Linked DNA regions of Hordeum vulgare: region 1 is linked to region 2. Evidence: chromatin contacts called from public Hi-C data. All regions are on one chromosome and are shown on one strand. The core of a region is the stretch at or near the end of the contact, and the rest is flanking DNA. Distances in the headings are between cores, read along the strand shown.

Region 1 (7,297 bases), core at 1,009-3,508, 250 kb before region 2:
GATACACAATGAGGCATTCATTTTAGTATGTCAACAATATCTTATATTATACTGTTCCTCGGGAGAATTCTTGGAAATTTTTTGCACGAATTTGATTAATGATAACCGATAAGCACCACCACAAGTAAAACCAAGCATACTGTACACAACAAAAGGTCCCATGAGCAAATCACAGAATTAACAACTTAATGAGCTCAAGATATTACACTGGTTGAGATGCAGCAAGAGACACTTCACCATGTGAATACAGATATAGGTAAGCTGTCATACTTGTTGGAACAATTAACGTCAGCCAAGTAGCACACTGCCAATGGAGAAAAATAAGTTTTACTTCAGCAGAACAATATGCCAGAGTACATATAATATGAGAAATTAGACAATATTATGTCGGCATAAAAGAACATGGGCAGGACAAAAACACAATACGGTTTAAAGAAAAGAGAGCCACGTTCAAAACATCGGCCCATCGGTATTCAACTGCAGAAATAATTACCCTGCCGACGCATGTTCATCCAGACACTAAAGTAGGAATCATATATATTACTTGCATAGAAAAGCAAGATAAACACGGTTGCTTTAGGAACGTTATGTACAGTTGTACTAGAAAAATATAATGGAATGGGAACTACAAGAATTGTTGAGAGCTTAATGCCACCATCCATAAAATTCAGGCTACCATAACAACCATATGCCACATAAATTGCAGTACACCATAAAAGCTTATAGGCTATGGATAGGCTTGTCAGTGTAAATGCATTCAAGCAAGATATCAAACGGATATAGCAAACAAGATAAATAGGCATACCCTCCATATTTCTCGGTGTGATAAATGTGTCTGTGGAAGATCAAACACCTTCGCATAATTTACTGATGATTGTGCGAAAACCCACAAATTTATTCCCCATAACCAAATCATCAGTGCCTACAATAGGAACACAAAGCACAATTACATGCGCGACTAAATTTTCTGCATAGAAAGTTGAGTATGTCACATACATGTACAACAACAAAAAGAAACTCACCACCAGAAGAAGAGGATTATAGTATAAGAAAGCCTCGTATAGAAATAAATCTCGCAGATCAACACTCATTCTCATAACCGAATCCCACCCTATCTGCAGGTCCAAGAGCATAATCGATTAACAAACCACATGAAGCTCAATTCATGCGTCACAAAAGCGATTAATAGAGCAACACTGACCTTGCAACAGCACAAGCCCCATAGGAGAAACAATATAACCTGGAAAAGGTACACACTCATAAGCAATTTGAGAAGTAAAATGTCGATCAGGGCAGATGAGAAAATCAAGAGAACAGGGTAATTTCAGTACAAATGGTTAGTGGTTACAGAATAAATGATCAATAAAATACATAATGCCACAGCACAGAACTAGATAAGGACAGGTAAATATGTTGGCGTCTCTTGGAGGAAATTACAGGGTAAATCAGCAAAAAAAAAAAGCAGCATTTCCAACCGAAAATGGATATGCTAAAAGGCCACTTCATCTTCTGTGACCAAGCTAATCATAATAGTGTTCAGGTGTTGTACCGTTCAATTATCATGGAAAACAAAGGCATATCCTAGAGTAGCAGAGATTTATACTCCATGGCATGATTTTTGTCGCTACTACAAAGTTTATGCAATGAGGGGGCTTATCCCTTAACTTCCCCTCAACTCTTGACCTCCTTTGTAAATTTCTTCTGGAACATGACATGAGCCGCAGACAATGTGCATAACGGCGTCCGCAGCACACACTTCCTATACATCGGGATGTACATTAAGCATGCATGAGCGGCCGTCGAAATGGCGCGAAGGCTATACCTTGACCCGCCAGAGGAAGAGCGGCGAAGGGATGATCGCCGCAGCGGGGATGGACGACACGCCCTTCATGTCGACTCCGGCCCTGGCCCTCCGCGCGCGCACTCGGTCACACAGGCGCCTGCGTCCTCGAACGTACCCTGCGCACGGCAGCAGGATCAGTATCAGCCCCGCTGCTGCGTCAGCCCACAGCGGGCGGGCAGGCAGGCGACGTAGCCCGCGAATCGGATCGAGCGGGGGCGCTCACCGAGGATCGACAGAGCGTGCCGCCGCCGGTCGGGGCAGGGGAGGGAGGAGGAGCCGTGCCGTGCCGTCCGTCGGGCAGGCGCAGGCGCAGGCCCCTCCGGCTCTCCGGGGAGGCCGGCGGCGTGGCAGGGAACGGCGAGATCTGCGAGGGGGGGGGGGGGGGGGGGGGGAGGAGGAAGCCGTAGGAAGGGGGGAAAGGGGGGGGGGGGGGGGGGGGGAGGCGCCGACGGCGAGTTTGACGTGTAGGCGGAGCACGGGCGAGCTTTGAATTTTCTATCGACTTTTGGTACTGCTGCTGGTGGTAGAAGAGTGCGCTTTATTCCGTGATGATCTGTTCCCGTTGCTGTTCTCTGGCTTGGAAGATGAATGGAAGGAAGGAAGGAAGGAACGTGGGGGGTTGACACGTCCAGCGCACGCACGGTGGGCGTCCTGCGGTGTAGGGCATATTGGGGTTCTAGATTCTGACGCCAACGGGTGCTTGACAGTGACGTGCTGGGCGCGACCTTTTTCCCTCGGGTTTTTTTTAGGAAGAAAAGAACGGACCTTTTAAATAGCATGGATTTTTTTTTATTTTGCACGAACAGGATGGAAGAAATGCTCGAAGGGACCTTTCAAATAGGAAAGGAGGTTGCTCCCCTCGATTTGCAATGCATTTGTTGCTCACTTGGGTCTCGTCGAGAAAAACAGGAAAATAAACCAATATTTTGCGTCTAGTTTGGTTGACCGTATTCAGGCTGCATAGAGCGAGGGGGTCGGTTTTGGCATGATGTTTGATGTTTGGTGTCCAATAGGCGCGTTATCTCAACTTTTTTTTTTTACTTTTTGTATGCATGGACCGAAGTCGTGTATTCCTCCCGTTAAAATTGTATGCCTTGTAAAGTTGGTTGCACGTGCGGAGCCAAATGACATCCCGTGCTGGTTATTTAGGGTGCCCGCTCCCGCGTGTTGAACAACAAGCATTTGCATGTGCGAGACAAATTGCCTCTTCGGCCACCCCGCCTTGCTCCGTCGCCGGTGAAATCGACCGATGAAACGGCTCGCGACATCCTCAACCACTCCTTACACACACGACCCCCTCTCCCCCCTCGTTGTCGACGCAAACCCTAGCACGGGGTTGAGTTGCGACTTCGTCGGCGACGCCCCTCCTCTTAGCAGTGGCCTCGCACGCGGCTTGTTCTTGGCGCCACGAACGATCGCGATGGGTGTGTTAGATGATGAAGCGTTCCTACTCCCTCGAGGGGAGCCGCGTTGGTTTATATTGATAGGTTGTCTTGTTGTGCAAGAGATAGATACAAGAGTTTGAATACAATAGGAGATAGAGGAGATAGAGGAGGAGGTTGAGATTACAACGATATCTCTGTATTCTAACACCCTCCCTTAATCTCAACTACCTAAATTAAGATTACTCTTGAACTCATCAAATGGTCGTGTTGGTAGTGCCTTGGTGAAACCATCCGCCACTTGATCTTTGGAGGGAATAAACCGTATCTCAAGCTTCTTTGCTGCAACCCTTTCTCGTGCAAAGTGAAAATCAATCTCTATGTGCTTTGTCCTAGCATGAAACACTGGTTTTGTAGATAAGTATGTTGCACCCAAGTTATCACACCATAAGCATGAGATCCGATTATTTTTAACTCCCAATTCTGCAAGAAGTGACTCAACCCAAATAACTTCAGCAGTTGCATTAGCCAAGGATTTATACTCAGCTTCTGTGCTTGAACGTGATACAGTGGCTTGTTTCCTAGCACTCCAAGAAATAAGATTTGGTCCAAAGAATATAGCAAAACCTCCAGTTGATCTTCTATCATCACTACAGCCTGCCCAGTCAGCATCAGAAAATGCACTCACAAGAGTGGAATTAGAACTTTTGAAATGAAGTCCTATACCCATATTATGCTTTACATATCTTACAATTCTCTTGACAGCTGCCCAATGTGCAGAAGTAGGTGCATGTAGATACTGACAAACTTTGTTAACAGCAATGTAATATCTGGGCGTGTGAGAGTTAAATATTGCAACGCTTCCACATCACTCCTATACCTTGTACTGTCTTCCTCTTGGAGTGGATCTCCTTCATGGGCCGAAAGTTTTTCTGAAGAAGACAAAGGTGTAGGTACTGGCTTGCAATTTTTCATCCCCATACGAGACAAAAGTTCAGTGATATATCTCTCCCGATTTAACATAATTCCATCTTGAGTTTTTCTGACTTTAATGCCTAGAAAGAAGTGCTAATCACCTAGGTCTTTTAAAGCAAACTCTGAGCTTAGGTCATGGAGAAGAGCATTGGTGGCATTTTGTGAAGAACTTGCAACTATAATATCATCAACATATATAAGCAAGAAAATGACCACTCCTGCCTTGTTATAAATAAACAAGGATGTGTCAGCCTTTGAAGCAATAAAGCCAAGAGATTTCAACTACAAGCTCAGTCTAGAATACCATGCTCTAGGTGCTTGTTTCAAGCCATAAAGTGCTTTATCAAGTTTGCAAACAAAGTTGGAAGTTTCTTACTTTCATACCCAGGTGGCTGTCTCATGAACACTTCCTCTTCCAGAACACCATGCAAAAACGCGTTCTGTACATCTAGTTGTCTTAGGCTCCATCCTCTGGACATAGCAATGGCCAGCACAAGTCTGATAGTTGCAGCTTTCACAACATGACTGAAAGTGTCCTTATAATCAATACCATAACGTTGCTTGAAGCCTTTTGCAACCAAACGTGCCTTATACCTGTCAATGGAGCCATCTTCCTTCTTTTTAACTCTATATACCCACTTGCAATCAATTATATTTTTACCTTTCTGATTTGGTACAAGATGCCAAGTTTTATTTTTCATAAGCGCAGAATATTCTTCATCCATTGCCTTCTTCCATTTGGGATCATCAAGTGCACTGCTCACACTTGTTGGCTCTCCTGAAATACATAACATGCCATATGGTATAGTCCCATCCGTTCTTATTTTTGGATTTCGTATACCTTTTTGTAGTCTAGTCATGATTTTTGGAGATGCCACAGACTGGACTGCAGGTGCACTCGCCACAGCCGATCCGGACGAGTCCTGTGCTGTAGCAGTTTGCACAGGAGATCCTGTGGCCATCGGTGAGGCCGCCGATCCTGCAGGCGTACTGGGAGTAGCTGCGCGGCGCGACACAGAGGATCCGCCCCCCAACCGCAACTGCATGCGCACGCGGGGCGAGTGGGATCCTGTCCCGCTGCTGTCCCCGCCTGTCATCGACGTGGTTGCACGGGGTTGGCTGGCCCGAGTGCCGGAACTGCCGCAGGTGGGAGCCCGATCCGAGGCGGATTCTGCCGCGTGATCCAAGGATGGCGCGCGTGCAGGTGTGCCAGGCACCGCCGAATCATCCTCGTTGTCCGTTCCAAGCTCGTCTTCTTCTGCCACATGAAATATAAGATCGTTTTGATCATTTTGAGCGCCGTTTCGCCAGGAACCTGCACAGGCATAAGAGTAGGACCAGTACCAGCAGGAATATCATCATATTGATTAGTACAATCATCACCCCCATGATCAAAAGACCGAAGATGTGTAGGGAGGAGAAGGATTTCTTGGCGAAGAAGTTGACCAACATTGGGATGAAGTGAAGCAAAGGGAAATACTGACTCATCAAAAACAACATCCCTAGATATGTAGACCCTACCAGTAGGAATATCAAGACATTTAACTCCTTTATGCATAGGGCTATAGCCTAAAAAGGCACATTGTTTAGAGCGGAAAGCAAGTTTGCGTGTGTTGTAAGGTCTGAGATTGGGCCAACATGCACACCCAAAGACACGAAGAGAAGGGTAGTTAGGTGTAACACCAAGAAGACGTGTCAGAGGTGTTTCAAATTTGATGACTTTGCTTGGAAGTAAGTTGATGAGATATGTGAAAGTTAAAAAAGCTTCATCCCAAAATTTGAGTGGCATGGATGCATTTGCTAGGAGGGCAAGTCCCATGTCAACAATGTGACGATGTTTCCTCTCAGCAGAGCCATTCTGTTGGTGAGCATGAGCACAGGATACATGGTGTGATATGCCAAGTTTTTGAAAGAAGGCATTTAACTTTTCATACTCACCACCCCAATCGGTTTGCATGGCAATAATTTTGGAGTTCAGTTTGCAACAAGCTTTTGAAAGTTGATAAAGACTTGGAATACATCAGATCTTTTTTTCAGCAAGTAGATCCAAGTAAATTTACTATAATCATCAATGAAGCTTACATAATAAGAGAATCTTCCAACGGAAGTGGGGGCTGGTTCCCATACATCTGAGAAGATGAGTTGTAATGGAGAAGTAGATACACTAAGAGAAATAGGGTAAGGTAATTGATGACTTTTAGCTTGTTGACACGGATCACAATCTGACTCAACACTAGGCTCATAAGAGAGTTTATTTTTGCTAAGAATATATTTAACTATGACTGAAGAGGGATGACCCAAACGAATGTGCCACCTTGATGAAGAAGGCTTGGTGACAATGTTTGCCTGTTTATCTTACCATGAAGATGAAGATGATATGAGTGGGTAGAGACCTCCTACGCACCGTCCTCTAAGAATGATTCTCCTTGTTGCCAAGTCCTTGACCAAGAAAAAATAGGGATAGAATTCTATGAAAACATTGTTATCAAGAGTGAAACGATGGACGGAAACAAGATTTTTGGAAGTTTCTGGGACATGCAAAACATCTTTCAGGTGCAAGTTTTTCATGGGGTTTTTAACAATTGAACTACCAATATGAGAAATATTCATACCAGATCCATTTGTCGTGCAAATTTGGTCACCACCATTGTACTTTTCCTGCATGGTCAGCTTGTCAAGTTCACCTGTAATATGGTTGGTTGCTGCACTGTCGGCATACCAATTTGTGTCAACACCATAGGAGACTGCATGCGCCTCCTTTTCTTCCTGATCATTCTCTTCATATCGCCACCAGCAGACACGTGCACCCCCTCGATGATGCTTGAGGCAAATCTGACACTCTGGGAAGTCGTGTTGCTGATCACGCACCTGCTGTTGTTGCTGCTGCCGAGGGCGTCCTCTGAAACCGCCACTGGAGGGAGAGGGCTGGCGATCACCGCGGTCATTGCTACGGCCGCGCCCCCTTCCTCCTCGCCCCCTGGATCTGCCGCGGGACGAGCCACGGCTTCTGTAGACCGCATTGGCAGAAGTATGGAACCCTCCTGAAGGAGAGTCGCCTAACATCTCCATCCTTTGATCAAAGGCAGAGATCTGGGTG
Region 2 (7,209 bases), core at 4,545-7,044:
CCAATGGCCTCTTAGTGTAAATGAGAGTCGTTGGACGATGAGCAGTTTCATGAATCTTTCCTTTAATGCAGGAACTACAAGCACGATCTCTAGCAAAACTCACATTTGTTAGTCCACGAATATGGTCCCCTGTTAGAAGACTTTGCAAAGATCTCATATTGACATGAGCTAGTCGGCGATGCCAAAGCGAGCCCCCATCAACTTTAGCCATTAAAACGTCGCAGTCTTAGTGGGTCGCTTTGAGAAGTTCACCACATAAAGACCATTTTCGACATATCCAACATAGGCTACTTTAAGAGTCTTACTCGACAGGAGGACCACGGTATCAAGATTAAAGAATGTAGAAAAACCCATAATTGCAAGTTGACGAACCGTAAGTAAATTGTAGGCAAGAGACTCAACAAGCATGACCTTCTCAATAGATAACTCTTGAGAGATGACCACCTTACCAAATCCCAATACCTTTGACGAGGATGCATCGGCGAATTGGACATGGGTGGGCATAGATGGAGAAGGATGCACATCCACCACTAAGTCCTTGCTTCCGGTCATATGATTTGTTGCTCCACTATCGAGCAACCATGACACCCCACCGGAAGCAAACTCCTGCAATAGATCAAGGCTTGGTTTTAGGTACCCATTTTTTAATGGGTCCTTTCATGTTAGAGACAAGGGTCTTAGGAATCCAGATAGCCCATTCAATGGACTCATAGTAGGAACCAACAAATCTGGCATAAACATGCCCATCACTAGCACGACATAAGACATAGGAAGAATTGAGTTTGTCGGCTGTGTTAGTAGGAATGGTTTTGCCCTTCTTGACATTACGATCGTCCACCTTGTTCCTGTTCACCTCCTGAGTCCCTTCGCCCTCTTTGACAAAGATGTCCATGAGGGTAGGGGATCGCTTGTTCCTGTTCCTCCTTTTTCCTTTTGACTTGGAGGTAAGTCCAAGTTCCTCCTTTCCTACAACACCCTTTTGAGTGCTCAAGAGGTCGTTCAGGCTCTTCTCACCTTGTATGCATGGCACAAGGCCCTTCTCAAGTTTCTCCTTTAACTTGGCATTTTCCTCCACAAGATGTACATGCTCACAACAAGGATTAGTTGTACAAGCATTATCAATTAACACAAAGGGAGGACAAGTAGAGATCTCCTTGGTAAGCTTTGCTTGGAGTTGATCATGAGACTCTTTCAGAGAGAAATGAACACCTTTCAAGACCTTGTGAGCCTTGTCAAGTGTGTCAAACTCCACTTTGAGTCTGTCATTGCCAACCCCAAGAGCATACTTCTCAGACTTAAGCATACGAGTAAGAACAGTATCATGATCTAGTTTCTTTTTCATTTTAGCGCAGTCATCGTTGTATGACTCCTCAAGAGCCAAACGAAGAGTGCGCTCCTTTTCTAGAGAAATAGATAATTCAGCAATTTCATCGGCATAGTCACGACTGTGTCCCTGAAGCTCGGAGATGGTCTCCTCATGAGACTCGATGAGGTCATTGGCCTCACTCAGTTGTTCCAAGAGAGAAACAAAGTGCTTCTTGGATTCTCCCTTAATAGTGCACATAAACTTGTCAAGATCATGCTCATTAAGTTCCCCAACATCACTATTATCAACACAATTTAACAATGAAGGAGCAGTAGCGATGTTGGTCTTAATAATGGGGGTTACCTGATTGATATCTTTTGCCATGAGACACTTGGTGATGTGGTTCTCGTTGGGGGCGTTGAAGAGAGACACCTTCTGGGGAGAGTGAGTGGCAATAGCAACAGTTGTCGTTGCCACTGTATCATCATCATCATCATCATCGGAAGGGTACTCTTCAAGGGCCACCATCCCCTTTGGGTGAGGTTTCTTCACAAAGTTGTTCTTGATTGGGAATGACTTGGTTTTGTCTTTGCGAATGAGCTTGCCCCCGTTGTCTTCCCTTTTCTCATCGGGACATTCGGCCACGAAGTGACTCACGTTACCACAGTTATAGCATGTCCTCACTCGTTGCTTGGGTTTGAACCCACTCGAGTTGTTCTTTGTGAAGGTGGGTCTTGAGTTCCTCTTGTTGCCCCAGAATTGCCTTGACGCAAGAGCCATGTGCTCATGATAGGCATATTTCGTGTCTTCAGGGCAGCTCTCCTCTTCCTCATCCTCTTCTTCTTCTTCAAACGTTACTTTTTTCCTTTAACGCAAGGTTGGGTGAAGTTGTCTTTGAGCGAACACGAGCAAGTGCATTGTCAGCTGTTTCGTTCATGATTGACATTGCAATGAATTCATCCAACACCTCACTGGAAGACAAGGAGTGGAAGTCTGGTCGCTGACGAATGACAGATGACATGGTTGTATTGAAAGGCATGATGGCTTTGAGAAACTTGCGCTTGCCCATGTATCATCCACATCCTTGCTCACATGGTCCTTGAGTGCCACAGTAGTAGCAGTCACCCTCCGATAGAGAGCACGAGGGTCCTCGTCTTCCTTCATCACAAACTCATCGGCCTTATCAAGTATCACTTCATAGTTGGACCGTTGAATGCTTGAGCTTCCCTTGTACAACACCATAATGTGCTCCCAACAGTCCTTGGCCAAGGTGAAGGGACGCAAGTGAGGAAGATCTTCAGGTGGCACTGCGGACTGGAGAATAAACAAAGCAGAGTGATTGTATTGATTGTCCGCATCTTCTCTTGGAGTGAGGTTGCTTGGATTATGAGGATAATATCCTTGCTCGATGATTCTCCACAAATTTGTTGAGCTGTGATTCAAATGAGACTTAATAGAAAATACCCAGTTAGCAAAATCACCTTTTACAAGCTTAGGAGGCGGACCAACAGGATTAAGACGCGGTGTGGGAACCGGTCCTCCATAGACTAAGGGTGGTGGAACAGATGCATACGTCCCATTCCCATCATTTTCGAGAGGTTGGGAAGGTTGCATGCCTTTAGCCGTTTCCTTGACGGAATTGGCCTCCGAATCCGTGGTGGTGGGTTTAACCACCAATGCCGGTTCAGGAGAGTTTTTAATTCCCTCAATTAACTCTTTAAGCATGGTCTTGACCTCGTTCGTCATGGACATCTTGAGTGTGGCCATAGCCGTATTCAAGTCGTCCCTTGTGATCGAAGTCAAGTCCATGCCCTCGGTTTGTGCACGGGGAACTCCCTCATCATCTTCCATACTCTCCAGGTGGTTAAACCCTTAATAAAGAGACGTGGCTCTGATACCAATTGAAAGGATCGATATGGTTGACTAGAGGGGGGTGAATACGCAACAACGACTTTTTAATTAATCTTAGCAAGTTAGGGTAAACAACATACAGGTTCACAAGAATAACAACAATGGGGTGAACCGTAATGAAGCTAACAACAAGAGCTACTAAGACAAGTAAGAGATAGACAACAACATAAGCATACACAAAGTAAAGTTTAGAGATAACCACAAGTGGAACCAATGAAGACGAGGATGTGTTACCGAAGTTCCTTCCCTTTGACAGGAAGTACGTCTCCGTTGGAGCCGTGTGGAGGCACAATGCTCCCCAATAAGCCACTAAGGCCACCGTATTCTCCTCACGCCCTCACACGATGCAAGGTACCGTGATTCCACTATAGGTGCCCTTGAAGGCGGCGACCGAACCTTTACAAACAAGGTTGGGGCAAACTCCACACAAAGCTTGGAGGCTCCCAACAAGACCACGAAGCTTCACCACAATGGAATATGGCTCCGAGGTGACCTCAACCGTCTAGGATGCTCAAACACCCAAGAGTAACAAGATCCGCAACGGATTGGTGGGGGAATCAACTTTTCTCTTGGTGGAAGTGTAGATCTAGGCCTTCTCAACCAATCCCCAAAGAATCAACAAGTTTGATTGGCTAGGGAGAGAGATCGGACACTTTTGAACTTAGGGAGCAACAATGGAGCTTGGGAGGGTAACAGATAGGGTTCCACAGCTAGAAGAACCCCTTATATAGTGGAGGGAAAATCCAACCGTTTTCCCACTCACAGCCCGAGCCTAGCGGTACTACTGCTAGCACTCCAGTGGTACTACCGCTGCTGCTGCGGTACTACCGTTGGCACTCCAGCGCTACTACCGCTGGCTGCAGCGGTACTACCGCTGGGCCCATGGTAGTGCATAAGCACTACCGGGCCAACCACCGCCAAGAAAGTCTTCGCAAAAAGGTCCGTCGAAGTACAACCGCTAGGAAGGCGGTACTAAGCTCCTGGAGCGGTACTTCCACTAACCACGGGCGGTACTACAGCCAGCCTAGCGGTACTACCGCTGGCTGCAACGGTACTACCGCTAGCACTCCAGCGGTACCACCGCTAGGCACAGCGGTACTACCGCTAGGCACAGCGGTACTACCGCTGAGGGACCATTTGCTTAGACGAGATAAACACGGAGGCGGGAGCCACTCCAAAGTTGCAGGTAAGGGGAAAGAAGATAAAGTGTGCGCGTGCAAAATTGATTCCACCCAAACCTTTCCACTACGGGTCCCCTCTTAATAGTACGGCGTTCCTATGACTCAAAGAAAGAGAATCGTAGAGTACACCGTGCTTCTGTTCCATGGAAAGAGGGGGCGAGTCGTCTTGTGCCGTTGACATGTGTTATCTGAAATCTTAACACACACGATTAGTCCTTTACGGTACTGTCATCAATCACCAAAATTACTTTGGCATAAACTATGCCCTAACAGCCGGGTCATAACACATAGTAGGTGACTACAACTTGCAAGATAGGATCAAGAACACACATATATTGATGAAAACATAATAGGTTCAGATCTGAAATCATGGCACTCGGACCGTAGTGACAAGCATTAAGCATAGTAACGTAGTAGCAACATCAATCTTAGAACATAGTGGATACTAGGGATCAAACCTCATCAAACTAACTCGACTACATGATAGATCTCATCCAACCCATCACCGTCCAGCAAGCTTACATTGAGATCACTCACGAACGATGAAGAGCATCATGAAATTGGCGATGGAGGATGGTTGATGATGACGACAGCGTCGATTTCCCCTCTCCGGAGCCTAGAACAGACTCCAGATCTGCCCTCCCGAAGAAGAACAGTCGGTGGCGGCGGCTCCGTATCTTGAAACGCGATGAACTCTTCTCTCTTGATTTTTTTCTAGGCGAGAGAGACTATATAGAGGCGGAGTTGGAGGCTGCGGAGCCACGTAGGCATCACGAGCCTGCGAGGCGCGCCCTAGGGGGGCACGCCTCCTGGGCTCGTGGGCCCGTGGCTCCGTATCTTCGGGTAATTCTTGGGCCAATATTTTTTATATATTTCACAAAAAATCCTCGTAAGATTTCAGGTCATTCCGAGAACTTTTATTTCTGCACGAAAACAACACCATGGCAATTATGCTGAAAACAGCGTCAGTCCAGGTTAGTTCCATTCAAATAATGCTAATTAGAGTAAAAAACAAAGACAAAAGAGTTTGGAAAAGTAGATACAATGAAGACGTATCAGGCGTCAATGAAGCTTCGTCGGAGCTGCAATGAAGCTTCGACGGGTCGTCAATGAAGCTTTGCGTGCGGCGTCGGTGCTCCATTACAGCTTTGTCTCGCTGTTGGAGGTTGCTATAAAGCTTTTACCGATGCTTGATGTTGTCATGGACAGCACCTACAGCTTTGAATGCAACACCAGATTATACGTCCCCTAACGCTAAATTTAACGGCTGGCTAGGCGGATGATTTCGTAAGGCGAAAATATTTGCATGGAGTCCACGACAGAGCCGAAAGACGTGTGTATTCAATTCAAGCTCATTTGCGTGCTACACTAAATAGTTGAAAATCAACTGTCCATTACTGATATAGGGCCCGCTACATGGAGTGCTAGTGATAATATAATATGTTTCTTCCGAAGAAAACGTTAACAGTATTCATGACTGTTCTCCTTGACCATTTTGCCCTGACTAATCGGGCTCACCTACAGCCCCATTCAAACAAGCAACTGCACCTACCAAAATCTCTCTCTCTATCTATCTCCCTGAGTTTACAAGCTCTAGTTAGTACAATCTCCAAGTACGTATACGAGAGATGCACCGTCTCGTCGTCCTGCTCCTTGCTGTCTTGCTCCCCCATGAAACCATCTCCGCCGCCGAAACTCCCGGCGACCGGTGCAGCCGCCAGTGCGGCAGCACCACCGTCCCCTACCCTTTCGGCTTCTCCCCCGGCTGCCCGATCCTACTGTCCTGCGACGCCAGCGTGTCCACGCCGATCCTCCCATACATAGGGGAGAGCGGCACCGCGTACCGCGTGATATCCTTCAACTCCACCACCTCCACCATCGTCGTCGGCCTCCCGCCGTCGTGCAGCCGCAGCGTCCCCGAGGCCAGGAGGGCGCTCTCCGGGCGCAACTACGCCGTGTCGTCCCGCACCGGCCTGTTCCTCCGCGGCGGCTGCGCTGGGATCAACGCGTCGGCGGGCGTCGGATCATGCAGCGTGCCCGCGGACGTCATGTCCAGGCTGCTCCGCACGGCGCGGTGCGTCGGCGTCGGCAACGGCAACGACACCGCCGTGGCGTGCGTCGCCTTCTCCGTGGCAAACTCCACGGCGCACGAGCGCGACGACCAGTTCCTGCGGTGGGAGAAGGTCGAGAAGCAGAGGTGCGACGACGTGCTGACGTCCACGGTGTTCGTGGTCACCGCGGAGGGGACGGCCACGCTGGAGTTCGCCGTGGCCGAGCTCGGGTGGTGGCTCAACGGGACGTGCGGCGCCGACGGCACGGGCGAGCGCTGCGCGGCGAACGCGACGTGCACCGACGTGGACACGCCCGGCGGGGAGACGGGGCACCGGTGCGCGTGTGCGGCGGGGATGGAGGGCGACGGCTTCTCGGGCGGCGACGGATGCTACCGCGGTGAGTCTTGACTGTGTGTGTGACCTCTGACTCTGAGTGCTTCCAAAAATTCCCGAAACATACACAGGCCACACGAGCCGGGCCACGATACATCCCGCGTTCTGTTACTGGGTGGGTCCCGGTGCCGCTGTGCGCCACGTCAGCTGCACACGCGGGTCGTGCCCGCGATCAATCATGCGCGACGTAATCCAATCTCCTGGTTCACACTTGGCGACCTTAAAAAAAAAGTTCACACTTGGCAACTCAAACTAGGCGGCTACTCCACGTTCTTAAAACTTAAAAGGAGTTCAAACAAGGGTCATCTAATCATCCTTTCCCCCATGGCATTTGTCACAAATGTCGGGCGAGTGTAGTGGGTTTCTG

The links. A called contact is a pair of places that touch in the nucleus more often than the background predicts.
Region 1: a Hi-C map of leaf shows a contact between it and region 2, with 9 times the contacts expected there. The contact joins the promoter of LOC123396402 here to the promoter of LOC123396496 in region 2. A contact is called at or near these places in 4 of 6 Hi-C or Micro-C datasets (leaf and seedling) and 1 of 1 datasets of contacts at active chromatin or transcription factors (embryo).

Annotation. Positions count from the first base shown.
Region 1 is chr5H:56,909,366-56,916,662 of MorexV3_pseudomolecules_assembly, reverse strand. It overlaps LOC123396402 (SPX and EXS domain-containing protein 1-like), which reads right to left and starts at 2,258. Exons shown (of 13, transcript XM_045091349.1): 1 at 2,067-2,258; 2 at 1,823-1,959; 3 at 1,202-1,240; 4 at 1,023-1,115; 5 at 806-922; 6 at 209-304. The coding sequence starts at 1,891.
Region 2 is chr5H:56,667,867-56,675,075 of MorexV3_pseudomolecules_assembly, reverse strand. It overlaps LOC123396496 (wall-associated receptor kinase-like 14), which reads left to right and starts at 5,794. Exons shown (of 4, transcript XM_045091413.1): 1 at 5,794-6,846. The coding sequence starts at 6,027.